Regions from separate parts of the Mus musculus genome. Here all the other regions are linked to region 3. The links are chromatin contacts, called in public promoter capture Hi-C maps. All regions are on one chromosome and are shown on one strand. The core of a region is the stretch at or near the end of the contact, and the rest is flanking DNA. Distances in the headings are between cores, read along the strand shown. Region 1 holds the start of Rps11 (ribosomal protein S11). Region 2 holds the start of Prrg2 (proline-rich Gla (G-carboxyglutamic acid) polypeptide 2). Region 3 holds the start of Ccdc114 (coiled-coil domain containing 114). Region 4 holds the start of Cd37 (CD37 antigen).

What was found. Promoter capture Hi-C pulls out the DNA fragments that hold promoters and counts their contacts.
Region 1: a promoter capture Hi-C map of pre-B cells shows a contact between it and region 3, with 4 times the contacts expected there. The contact joins the promoter of Rps11 here to the promoter of Ccdc114 in region 3. A contact is called at or near these places in 2 of 39 promoter capture datasets (neutrophils and pre-B cells), 1 of 115 datasets of contacts at active chromatin or transcription factors (memory CD8 T cells) and 1 of 9 other capture datasets (pancreatic islet).
Region 2: a promoter capture Hi-C map of pre-B cells shows a contact between it and region 3, with 4 times the contacts expected there. The contact joins the promoter of Prrg2 here to the promoter of Ccdc114 in region 3. A contact is called at or near these places in 2 of 39 promoter capture datasets (liver and pre-B cells) and 1 of 115 datasets of contacts at active chromatin or transcription factors (pancreatic cancer cells).
Region 4: a contact with region 3 is called in a promoter capture Hi-C map of neutrophils, with 3 times the contacts expected there. The contact joins the promoter of Cd37 here to the promoter of Ccdc114 in region 3. A contact is called at or near these places in 4 of 39 promoter capture datasets (the C10 cell line, liver and neutrophils).

What each region holds. Positions count from the first base shown.
Region 1 is chr7:45,122,662-45,125,797 of GRCm38.p6, forward strand. It overlaps Rps11 (ribosomal protein S11), which reads right to left and starts at 1,728. Exons shown (of 5, transcript NM_013725.4): 1 at 1,636-1,728; 2 at 758-889; 3 at 502-577; 4 at 168-297. The coding sequence starts at 1,650. Rpl13a (ribosomal protein L13A) reads right to left here. Exons shown (of 8, transcript NM_009438.5): 8 at 2,902-3,136. Snord35b (small nucleolar RNA, C/D box 35B) reads right to left here and starts at 450; the gene lies at 364-450.
Region 2 is chr7:45,060,062-45,063,184 of GRCm38.p6, forward strand. Prrg2 (proline-rich Gla (G-carboxyglutamic acid) polypeptide 2) reads right to left here and starts at 1,591. Exons shown (of 7, transcript NM_022999.1): 1 at 1,527-1,591; 2 at 680-831; 3 at 144-325. The coding sequence starts at 764. Nosip (nitric oxide synthase interacting protein) reads left to right here and starts at 2,368. Exons shown (of 9, transcript NM_025533.3): 1 at 2,368-2,470.
Region 3 is chr7:45,922,379-45,925,680 of GRCm38.p6, forward strand. It overlaps Ccdc114 (coiled-coil domain containing 114), which reads left to right and starts at 1,837. Exons shown (of 15, transcript NM_001364168.1): 1 at 1,837-2,008; 2 at 2,120-2,211. The coding sequence starts at 2,142.
Region 4 is chr7:45,237,577-45,240,691 of GRCm38.p6, forward strand. It overlaps Cd37 (CD37 antigen), which reads right to left and starts at 1,263. Exons shown (of 8, transcript NM_007645.4): 1 at 1,084-1,263; 2 at 924-996. The coding sequence starts at 1,152.

The sequences.
Region 1 (3,136 bases), core at 478-2,977, 800 kb before region 3:
ACCATCTACGCAGTTGCTAAGACTAACAAACTACAACTTCTAGTTCCCAGACGTTCACACAGCAGTCTACACACTCCTGGACCCCACACTGCTCTGCCCATGGGACACCTCCAGCCTAGCCAGTGACTGTCTTGTCTAGAGTCATTATCCCAAGCTACCAGAGTCACCTGAAACAGGGGGACAGGTGCACAGACATGTTCTTGTGACGCTTCTCAAAGCGATTGTACTTTCGGATGTAATGGAGATAGTCCCGGCGGATGACAATGGTCCTCTGCATCTTCATCTTCGTCACGACACCTGGGAGAGTAACAGAAAGGTGTTAGCAGGTAGGAGTCAGTTGAACGGGGCTCCCAAGAAGCTCCATTTATGGCATCAGCTTTGTCAACTGGCTGTCTCAGCAGTGCCCTAGAGGACATCTGAAGACCATCGTGAGAACAGACATCACTTGCCAGCGCCCCTGGACGCAGGAACCTAGAACCACCCTTCCAACATCCCACTCACCAGACAGGATCCGACCTCGGATGGAGACGTTACCAGTGAAGGGGCATTTCTTGTCTATGTAGGTACCCTCAATAGCCTGCAAAGTTAAGAAAGTGGGGTTTAGATTACCACTTCCTAAACAGAACCAAGGATGACGCCTCAGGGCCCATACTACAATTCCCAGGGGCCCATGGGAAGCCACTGTGAAGGGGGCGGGGTGGCTGTGCTCCCACACGTGCAGGGCAGCAGGGATCTCATCTGCTGGAGGGTCCTGTACCTCTTTAGGCGTCTTGAAGCCTAGACCGATATTCTTGTAGTACCGAGGGAGTTTTTCCTTGCCGGTTTCTCCCAGCAGAACCCGCTTCTTGTTTTGAAAGATCGTAGGCTGCTTTTGGTAAGCACGCTCCGTCTGTAGGGATGAGAATTTGGTGAGGTTGCAGGTAAAGTTCAAGGAAATCAGAGACAATATTTCTTCCTTCCTACCTTCAACCTTATTTGCCCCAATCGCCAAAACCGGCTGGTCAGGGCTCTCCAACCACCCCAAGTCTAGTTTAGCTCACACACTGCGTCCCATCTAACACCTCCACAGCCTGCAGAACTCACGGCTGAGATCAAAAAGAGCTTTTCAGCCAGACTGGACCTCCAAAACATACAAATCCACTCATTCGGGATTCAAGCTTATGTCCACGTAGCCGAGCCTGGTGGGCCGGATCTGTCATCCCGGTTGAGGTTGAGGCAGGATGGCAAGTTTAAGACAAGCCTAAGCTCATCGAGGCCAGAGCTGCGCTCACACTGAAAACTACAGCGAGGTCGGGACCGCAGCCCTGCCGTAGAGCGCACGAGGTCCGGGCCTCAGTCTCCATCAAGGGGAAAAAACCTGCTTTACCCAGTGTCCCCGGCTCTGCCGCCGCAGGACTCCCGCGCCGCAGGATGCCCTCCTCCCGCCACAATCCCTCACCCGTTAAGCTCTGAGCTTTAAGAACCAACTCCCGAAGCGCCAGGGACCCCATTACTGCGTAGAGCCCGGATTTCCGAGCCGCCTGAGACGAAGGCATTCGCAGGCATCCTCGCTTCAGCTAATGCGTAAGACAACGAGGACGCCAAGGGATACGCTCCACACCGAAGCGTCGGGGGAAAGCAACTAAACGCTCGAACCTGAATGTCCGCCATCTTCCCGGCCGCCGGAGAAAGGGAGAGGCAGGGCCGCTCCCGGCTTCCTTATTCACCACGCGAGGTCGGGGCGGAAGTGACGCGGGGTTATCCTCACGGAGGTGGGAGGTACTTCCGGCGAGAGCCCGCGTTCCTGGGACTGTCCGTACGCCGCCATGACGGGGGAGGACTAAGGGGCGGGAAGATCCTATCATCTCGCGAGATTTCAGGAGCACGATGTGGAGGAAACGTGCATCATGTGGTACGGCGAGGCTTAGGGCGGAGAAGGCGTGCCGTACGGGTTGGGAAACACGTGCTGGGATTCAGTTTCCAGAGAGAAGCGGCCGTGCAGAGCGGGTCTCAAGAAAGGGGTGAACCGCTTTACAGCAGAGTATCTGCCATACGATGTCAGGAGCAGCCAGCGTCGACCGAATAGTCAACCTTTCTTCCTTTTATTAAAGGCCGACGTCACCAAGGTCGCATGTCCTTTGTTGACAGTATCTCAGGCTGCGCGTCTACCCACACTTTGATGGGTTTATGTCCTGACTACTCGTGGATGAGTGTCTAACCTTAGGTGACCACCCCAGGTAATAGAGGAACCATTTAGCCAGGTGGCAAAAGCTTGTGTCAGTTTCTCGTATTCACCGTTCTAGCCCTGCACAGATGGGCTAGAACAGTATAAAGCATATTTTCAAAATAGATTGACATTTTGAGTGGTGCTGGATCTTTTTAACCCCAGCACTCACGGAGGCATAAGGACTTGGCTTCCAGGTCAGCTAGCTGTAATAAAAACTCTAGTGGTGGTTAACATGGGAAGCATTTTTAAGATTATATGTAAGTACACTGTAGCTGTTCTCAGATACTCCAGAAGAGGGCATCAGATTTCATTATGGATAGTTGTTAGGCACCATTTGGTTGCTGGGATTTGAACTCGGATCCTTCGTAAGAGCAGTCTGTGCTCTTAACCACTGAGCCATCTCGCCAGCCCCCGGAAGGATTTGATGTTTAAAGAACCAGAAGACTCAGGCGTGGTAAATGCCTTTAGTCCCAGCCTTTGTGTCATGGCCTGACCTCCTACAGTCCAGGTACCAGCTCTTGTATCTTGGTGCTGACTTACAGTAACACCATCTAGGACAGGACCCAAGATGTATATCTGCAACTTTTGAGCAACAAAGCCTATCCCGTGAGCAAGGATTCACCCAAAGGGGCCCCCCATGCAGATGACCTGCTGGTGCCCTCTGCCCCTCTCTGCACAGCACACATCGTACACACTTAAGTCAAATAATTTATTAGCACATAAAATCCTCCAGAAAAATACTGCTTTGTGGTCTGCTGGGAAGGAGCAAGGCAGTGCTCCAAGTGTGCACTTGTGAACCCCAGCTCATGTGCAGATCTCATTTTCATAGCTGCAGAATAGGGTACTTGGTCAGGTGGGTGGGGCAGCCCTGCTACTCATTTTCAACACTGAAGCTCAACTGATTCATCCCATGGTTTGCACTTTAATAAA
Region 2 (3,123 bases), core at 341-2,840, 860 kb before region 3:
TGCCCCGCCCCCACCCCACCAGTCCACCCTGACATAGGAGACCCCATGGAGGTGAGGAGGGAGCTGAAGGCTGGAGCCTGTGATCCTTAACACCTAGAGAAGGCGGACAGGCCCTCGATGCCAGGGTCCTCTGAGGCCCTCACCGTCAGTGTGTTGTCCTCAAAGTACTCCCGGGCCTCCTCCCAGGAGCACCTCTCCTCCAGACACTCCCGTTCCAGGTTCCCAGGGGTCAGCAACTCCAGGTCCCAGTGGTTAGCACGAGGAAAACGCCTGCGGCCAACTAAGAAACTCTGGGCCTCTGGGGCATCCAGGAAGATGTCAAGAACTAAGGACATCAGAGTCAAAAGCAGAGTCCTTAGGATAGAGGACAAAGAAGACAAAGAACTATGGGGTCCTAGGGGTACGGACCAGGCCTGGAGAACCCTGAGCAAGAGGGGACAGAGTTTTCACCATTGGGCATGAAGGAGGAAGACTGGAGTCTGGAACTCTACTTCTGAAGCAGGGGGTGACCATGTGGATCTGAGGGGAGAAGCCGGGGCACAGACCCTAGGATCTGAGGGAGAAGCGTCCGGGTCCAGGAATCTAGGAAGTCTCCTGGCTAGGGAGAGGCAGAACTAAACCTCTGCAAGGCTCTTCTCCAAACACTCACCTTCAAACTTGAAGAGACTCAAACACTCACCTTGGTTTTGCTCTCTGTGAGGTGAGGTGTCCAGGCAGGTGGCCAATCCCATATAGACTAAGAGCAGGGAAGGACGGCCCCTCATACTGTGTGGACTCCCAGATGACAAATGCTGCAGCGGAGTTAGGAGGCCAGGACTCCCTGCCCGCACTCTGCCATCATGATAAAAGCAAGTAACCAACTCGTGTCCCATGCCAGACACCGTGGGTCTTTATCAACTCAGGACTTTATCAAGACAGGGTTTCTCTGTCTGTGTAGCCCTGGCTGTCCTGGAACTCACTCTGTAGAGCAGGCTGGCCTCAAACTCAGAACTCTGCCTGCCTCTGCCTCCCAAGCGCTGGGATTAAAGGTGTGCCACCACTGCCTGGCTCATCTTAATTTTCAAGCCAGTCCTATTACTCCTGCCATTTTTATAGGTGAAGAACGTGTTACCAGGTAGTAAAGTCATTTGCCTATTGTACCAGGTTTTCGAATGTCAGAGGAGGACTTTGGAGGTGACAATGATAAGCACACAGTTGCTGAGGCTTGCTTTCTCTACCTATCACAAACCTGACAACACACAGTAGGCATTTAAACAAGCTCATCATCAACCCTCTTCCCTTCCAGCCCAGCAGATTACATTCCAAGTCAGCCTCCCTCTACCTGTTGCCTCATCGAGCCTCAGAGATCAGAGACTACACGACAGATCAGGTCGTATATTTCTAGGTCTTGAAGGCTTGAGGAGACAGAGCCCTGGGGATCCACAGCCTAGAGCTTGGGTCCCAAGTTTCTAGATCCCAATAACGTGGGGAATCAGGACACCAGATCCTCTGCCCAGGAGTTTCTCGGGGAGCATGCACCCACTTACCTGGCCAGGGCTGGGAGCTCTGCCTCTCTTCTTTAACGAAGGCCCTCTGGGTCAGAGTAGCCAGCTGTGCAAAGGGGTAGGCAAGAGGGGAGGGGAGGAGAGGAGGGGAGCTCCTCCTGGGTTACTAGGCCCGAGCCGGCTACTGGCGAGGGGGCGGGGCTACTGATTACCTTCTTTGGGAGGGACTCAGGTAAGGGACAAAGTACTTAAAGGGACCATAGGATCAAGGTCTTCAGTGCCACGGCCCCACACAGAAGAAACAAGGCTTTCCGACACCATGGAGGGATCTAGGGGGCTTTATTAGAGTCTCCTCTTCCCTACTTGTCCAGCCCGAGTCTCTCTCTACAGACGACTTGGCAGAGCCAGGAAAATAAATCTTAGGTCTCAAGAGATCTACACACTGGTGGGAAGGGAATTCTTTGGTTCCTAGAATAACTGGGCGGTACCACAATAAATCTGTTTCCTGAGGATAACTTGAACAGTTTAGTCTCGAGATCTTTGAAAATTGTTTTTTCTATAATAGGGGAAAGAGTTCTCACTTATCGACTCTTAAGATGCAATGGGGGAAAAAATAAGTAATATATTTGGGGAACTGGATATCAGTCTCTTCGGGTGACAGAGTTAAGTCTCCAAACTCAAACTTGAAGAGACTCAAAGCAACTGCCCCGCTCTGGGTAATGCCTAGAACAGGCTAGGGTGTCTCCCAGAGTCAAACCACTTTCGCTCACCGGAACCTTCGAGTAGTCACTCACGTTTCCGGGGGGATGGAAGAGAAGAAGAAAGCACTTACCAAGCCAGGCGAAGCGCCTCCGCGACTAGGGGCAGAATTATTTCCGGTCTCCTCCTGTCGGGCGGAAGTAGGAGGAGTAGAGTTTAAAAACAGTACTCTTTTTCCGGTTCGGGACGTAGTTGAAGCAACGACAAGCCGGATAACCGCTCTTGAGGTAAGCTGCAGGCGGTGAGGGGTCGCGTCGCCAAGTTTCCTTCTTGTGGGAGAAATTTGCAGTTCTGAGGGAGGTAGGATAAGGTTTCGCACTCCGAATCCCTGTCAATCATTAACAGCGCTCTTGAACGCCTAGGTTGGAAGACGAACTACATTTCCCAGGATGCCTTGTACTGTCTCCCTCATCCTGGCTGGTTGTAGAAAATGTAGTTCCGCAGTAGAGGAGTGATGCGGACCAAGTGAGGGGGAACTTGGGGTTCCCTGTGTTAGTGAGAGTTGAGGTCGGATTTCTAGACAATGGTGAGGAGGGGAATGAGCAGTAGTGGTTTGGACCCTTGAAGGTTCCTTGAAGCAATTAAAATATTTTATTCTGCTTGAGACCGAGTCTCAGTATGTAGCCCTTGCTGTTATAGAACTCGCTATGTAGTTAGCCTCAAACTCACAAAGATCCGCCAACCTCTGCCGCCCAAGTGTTGAGATTAAAAGTGTGCACCACCACACCTAGCACTTATTACCCCCCCCCCCCCGCCCCATTGTTCGTTTTTGTTTTTTGGCTTTTCGAGACAGGGTTTCTCTGTGTAGCTCTGGCTGTCCTGGAACTAGCTCTGTAGACCAGGCTGGCCTCCAACTCAGAAATCCGCCTGCCTCTGACTC
Region 3 (3,302 bases), core at 587-3,086:
GAGCTGGGTACCACACAGCACAGCCTCTGCAGCATCCATTGGCAGTGTGACCATAGGCGTTACTGATGACGTCTCCACTATTTTCCTTCATCTGTAAAAGAGGGATAGCATCGCGGCTAGCTTAGATCTAGAGCAGTGCCTGGTAATACTGTACAACTTAGAGCGGGCTTTGGAGCCCCGAGTGGAGTCGAGGGAACTCTGGCTCTAGTAATTGGAGAAAGGGCAAAGACTTGAGGCCAGTGCGTCCGGAAGCTAAAGTTTGGAATCTTAAATGAGGATGGATGGAGGAGGGGGACAGAAACAAGGGGAAGTCTAACTCTGACCCTGGAGAGAGTAGAGAGTGGGTCACTGAGGACAAAATTGGGGGGCTGGGATGGAAGCTTGTACTTCTCCATGATTGCAGGGACAGGAGGCTGCATCCCAGGCCTGGGAGGAGTGTGGACCAGGAGCAAGGAAGCTCCACTGGCTGAGAAGCCAGCTGGGATGTTTTAATATTCCTTGAGAGTTGAAAAAGTTCGGTACTTGGGGTGCCTAGGGGAGGCGTTTAGGGAATCCCCAACAATAGTGCCCAATAGAAGTGGAAGTATCTGGAGACACTAGAGGTAGGGGTGGTGGGATCTCCCCTGCCCAAGCCTCTAAGGAGCGCGGCATCGCAGCACTTCCTCCCACAGGAAACCGCAGGCGTCGGGCACACCCAGCCTTCAGGCAGTGGCGTCCACAGCCCGCTTGCAAGAGGACCACGTGGGATGAAGAGCTTGGCCAGATGGGACCGCTGGAGGTTCCGCCCACTCCCACTTCCGGCTCTGCCCTGCGTGGCCCCAAACCGTTGGTTGCGCATGCGTAGTGAACCTGTGTAGGAACTGAGATCGTGGTGAGCGTTCCTCCAAACCATGAATTTCCCAAATAACCAGTCCAAGGCACGCACTTCTTGGACCCCGAAGGACCCTGCCTAGTCCCAAAGTCTAGTCTTCTAAACGTTTCCCTTCAGTTTCCACTGCCCATAGTCCCGAGCCCCACGAGTGTCCCTCCCAGGCATTCAAGTCAATCTCCAGCACCTCGCTTGGCTCTTTTTAAATAACAGGGCCCGCCCCGCCCCCAAACCCAAGGCCCCGCCTTCTCACTAAACTCGCCGGCCGCTCCCTTCTAGTCCCCGCCCCTTACAGACCGTGAGCATCTCTCCCCTATAGTTAACGCTCTGTACAGGACTGATGCCACCCTCTGCTTGCAATCCTGCCCCTTATAGCATCCGAGCCCCTCCTCCTTTTATTAACAGCCTCTGGCTCCGCCTCTTAGTACTACACTTTCTCCCCTCCCCTTTTACAATGAGATCTTCCCCAGGCTCCGCCCTTGATCCTACCTATGCTCCTCCCCTTCCCCGCTCTCCTAACCTCCACTCCCTTGACTCCCCTGGCTCTTTCTATGGCGGGGATTCTCAACCTTTCTAATGCTGCGTCCCTTTAATATAGTTCTTTATGTTGTGTTTACCCGCCCTACCGTAAAATTATTTTTGTTGCTACTTCATAAATATCTGTAGTTTTGCTACAGTTATGTATTGTAATGCAAACATCTGTGTTGTCCGATGGTCTCTGGTGACTCCTTGTGAAAAGGTCGTTGGAGGCTACAACGGGGTCGCGACTCACTGGTTGAGAACCGCTGTTCTCTAGGGTCTTCTCAGCCCTGCCCCCGCCCACTCAGGCCCGTCTTCTGGCCTGCCCCTGCTCTGGCCTGGCCTCCTCTGGGTCCAAGACTAAAGTTGGCTGAGTCTTCCACTGATCTCTCCTGCCCGCCCCTTCCGCTGTCCTCAGGCCTTATTGGCCCCTTGTCTCCCCAGTAACCAGACTACAACAGTGAGAGTGGAGCTACAGCGACTGGTCAGGCACTCAAGCAGGTAGAACCTTGACCTCGCCTCCCACCCCACCCCAATCCGGCCGGGGTTCCGAGGTGCGGAGAAGCTGCCCAGGGACCGAGTCTGAGTCAAGCCGCAGGGTCCAGATTGTGTGTTTTTGGGGTGAGCGATATCCCAGTAGTCCTTGAAGGGTCGAGGCTCAGAGAGGCCGCAGTGCTGTTTGGTCGCTCTGTGCGCTGGCTTGCGCTCTCTGAGGCTGGTGTGCCCTTGCAGGAGCTCCACCGCTATGTCGAGGATGCGTTTGGGTCCACCCACCAGGAGCGCCCGCTCCGAAGAAGGAAGCGAGATCTTCCTGGAGGGATCAGGTAATTCATGATTCCCCATCTCCTCCGAAGTTCCTTTTCTGTTCTCAGCTTCTTCAAGTTCCAGAGCCAGGGGTGGGAGGCCTCCCAGGAGCGCCCTCTCCTGGGGGCAGATTCGAGCCCAAACAGGGGGATCTTGGCCTGTGGTGGGGCCAAGCCAGGCAGTGGGATGTCTAGGCAGACATTGGACTTCAGGAGTGGTTTGAATGGGGTCCAGAACATCCAGAAGAGAGCTAGGGGAGGACCCGTGAGATGGCTTACCTAGTAAAGGCTCTTGGCACCAAACTGACGGCCTGAGTGCCACTCGGGAACCCAGGGGGTGGGAGAAGAAAAGCAACTCCCTTGGGACCTTCCTACACTAAAACAGAAAGAGAAAAGGACTGGTGTGGCGGCACACATCTTTCATCTCTGCTGGGGAGGCGGAGATAGTTTGAGACCAACCAGGGCTACATAGTAAAACCCTACATAGTAAAACCCTGTCTCAAAAAAAAAAAAAAAATGGCTAGGGTGGCTGGGGTAGGAGTGTGGACATGGTTTGGGTCAGTTCTCAGCTGAGGGTGGGAAGCTGGTAGGAAAGATTGAAAGGATGGTGTAGTGGTTTGTATCTGCTTGGCCCAGGGAGTGGCACTATGAGGAGGTGTGGCTAGTTGGAGTAGGTATGGCCTTGTTGGAGAAAGTGTATCACTGTGGAGGTGGGCTTTGAGACCCTCTTTCTAGGTGCCTGGGAGTCAGTCTTTTCCTGTTTGCCTCTGGAAAAAGACATATATAGAACTCAGCTCCTCCAGCACCATGCCTGCCTGGATGCTGCCATGATGGACTGAACCTCTGAACCTGTAAGCCAGCCCCATTTAAATGTTGTCCTTATAAGAGTTGCCTTAGTCATGGTGTCTCTTCACAGCAATGGAAACCCTAACTAAGCTAGAAATTGGTACCAGGAGTGGGGTATAGCTTTGCTAGGTCTGACCATGATTTTGTTTGGAGGAATGTGGATTTGGGGACGTTTTGGAACGCAGTGGAATGCTTTTAGTGGGGCTTCAAGGGCCATCCTGGTAGGAACATAGAAGACATTGGTGCTGAGGATGAGTTGAACTGTG
Region 4 (3,115 bases), core at 13-2,512, 690 kb before region 3:
GATCTGCCCACCTCTGCCTCCCAAGTGTTGGGACTAAAGACATGTGCCACCATGCCCAGCTGAATCCATTTCTTAAACTTTTTGAGGGCAAAGAAATAAAGGATCGATTTCCTGGACTTTCCTTTCCTTTCCTTTCCTTTCCTTTCCTTTCCTTTCCTTTTTTCTTTTTTCTTGAGACAGAGTCTCAGGTAACTCAGGCTGGCCTCGGACTCAGTAGCCAGGGGTAACCTGGAACCTTGTGATCTTCCCACCTACACCTCCCCATGCTGGAATGTCAGGTGTGGGCCACCACATATATCCTAGAATTGTTCTGAGCGAGGTTCGAATGAAAACGCTGTTCAATTCAGCGGTCAATGTGGTGAGTCTGAGTTGCTATGGTTTTGGTGTCCCCTCCTTAAATGGTTTCCTTGTTATTATTACTTTATTTTTGCTCTTCCCCTTCCTGGCTGTGTGACACCCAGCAAAAGACTTCCCTTCTCTGAACCTCAACAAGGGAGAGTCTCTGAGTTCCAGTCCAAAATGAGACACAGGAAGTATTTGAGAAATAGCTATTATTTCTGTTATTACTGTTCCTAACCGCGACCTCATGGTGCTGTGGTTGTTTTGGAGGCAGGACCTCATTATCCAGCCTGGGCTCCAACCCACTGTGTAGTCTAGGATGGCCTGGAACTCCTGATCTCCCACCTCCTGCGTGCTGGGATGACAGGCATGACCGGCTACATCTGCTTTACACTTCCTACTTACCAGCACACATCCAGCTTACTGGCAGTGCCAGTGGGGTGCCAGTCAGAGCTGGAGCCCTACCTGGGAAGATAGTAGCTATTGAGGGCCTCCCCAGGGCGAGTGAGATATCAGGAGATGCCTTGGGGTGGGATTCTGGGTTCAAGTCCAAAGACCCTCCCCTACTGCGCAGCCCCCCTCACCCACAAAGGACACGAAGCTGGTCTTGTCAATGAGGATCCAGGTGCCGAAGCAGAAAATCAGGCCGCCTAGTACCTAGGGGAAGAGAAGAAATGAGGCTAGGGCGGATCAAGGGCCACTGTGGCCCTGGAACCCCGGCTGGGTAGCCATGAGTAGACTCACAAAGAAGAAGAGGTTGAAAACGAAGAGGAAGTACTTGATGAGGCTGAGGCAACTCTCTTGGGCGGACATCTTCGCCTAGATGGGGAATGACCCACTCGAGAAACCCAGACAGAAGAGGTGTTGGCCGCAGGGGGGAAGGGGAATAGTGGGCAAAGAAAGACAGAGACTGAGAGGCACAAAGGAAACCGGCAGAGAAAGAGGAAGTTCCGGGGGGGTGGAGCTCCACCCCGCCCTGTTCATTTAGTGACTGTCAGCGGGGGCCCTATCTTCTTCAGGGTTCCATCGAGTGCACAGCAGTACCTGAGGGTCCTTGGAATATGTGGGTGCCAGGGACACAATGGGTTCCTCGCAGGTGTCCATAGCTCAGGCAGGGCGCACAGGGGCTTCTGATGGACTTCCACTCACGTGGGTCCTGGGACTTCAAGGTTGTTTCTGCAGAGTTCAACCTCACAGACACTCTGACCTCACTGGCTACTGGCTCCGCCCCCTGCACCCTGTGATCTTCTGCTTAGCACCCATTAGCCTCGAGCCACCGCGCTGTCTCTGCCTCTCTGTCTCTGTCTCTCTGGGCCTTTGCGGTCTCTGTCCTGTGTGTCTCTTTCCCTGGGTCTCTCTCTTTGCTCTCTTTCTTCTAGAGCAGGTGCTCCGATGTGCTTGGGGGCCAGGGTTGGACCCCTGGGGAAGTGAAAGGGCTGCAGAGGAGGTGTGACAGTCCCAGGAGTGAGGAGGGCAGCGAGGCAGTGCCTGAATATCCGGTGGAGGAAGTGAACCTCAGATGGCACTTCCTACCTCTGCGGAGAAACCTGAGGGGAGGAGGCCCCAGAAAAGCCAGGCACTGGAGTGGGGGTCACTTGAGCATACCTAGCATCTTCAAAGTTTCCTATGATGTGCCCAGAAAGAAGTCCCTGACACTTGTCAAGTCCCCAGTTCCTCACAGATTTCTAATGTGGGAAGTTCCTATCACCTATCTACCCAAAGCCTAGTTCTCTGGGACAGCAGCTGCCTTCTGAGACATGTCTCATCTATTTTCTTTCTGTATGTGTATTTGTATGTGTTAGTGTGTGTGTGTGTGTGTGTGTGTGTGTGTGTGTGTGTGTGCGCGCGCGCGCCTTTGGAGGCCAGAGGACAACATTGGAAGCTGTTCATCTTTTTTTAAAAAAATTTTAACGATGTGTGTGTGTGTGTATGTCTGCGCCACATGGTGCTTATAGAGGGCAGAAGATAGATAAATTTTCGGGACTGGGCCTCTCCTGCCACAGGCTGTGCTCCAAGGCAGGTTCTGCCATCTCCAATAAGCCAAGTAAAAGAACCAAATTTCTAGAGGAAACAGAAAAAGGTTTACACACAGTGTGGTCACATTTAGAAGGGCACAAAGCGATCTGGTGATCCCCTTCAATTCATTTTTGGGGTCCCTCACTGAGACTGAGGTGTAAATAGAAGGCTAATGTTATGCATGTCTATGCAGTCCACCATGCGGTCCTACCCACCACTGACCCACCATCGTCTGGGCTTCAACCTCAACCTGTGGTCGCCCAAGCTCTTAGAGCCGTGTGAAATCCTATTCAGGGACACGCTAACCATTGGTTGGCATCTTTTCCCTTTCCCAGCATGAGATTCCTAGGGGGAGATTCCCCTTTCTTTGTGCTTCATTGTCCCAATAATCGGACAGATAGGTTGAGACACTTAGCTTATCTTCCCTTCCTCCTGTGGGGTCTGGGATGGAACACCGTTTGGTGGCACATCTGGGCCTCTCATTTGCCAGTTTTTAATTCTTATCTGCTGTCCTTAAAATCCCTAATTGGCCTTTGTGTGTGTGTGTGTGTGTGTGTGTGTGTGTGTGTGTGTGTGTGTGTGTGTTTATTTTGCTCCTGAAAGGGAGGCGTTTAGTAATTAACAGTGGTTTGAAATCAACACGGAATAATTGTGAAGATTAAGTCTTTGCACCATTTCTGCCTGTGGCATCAAGGAATCAAAGCACTGGGGTCACACAGGGGTGGAAGGCTGCGCCCAGAGGCAAAGGCGCTGCGGCGCA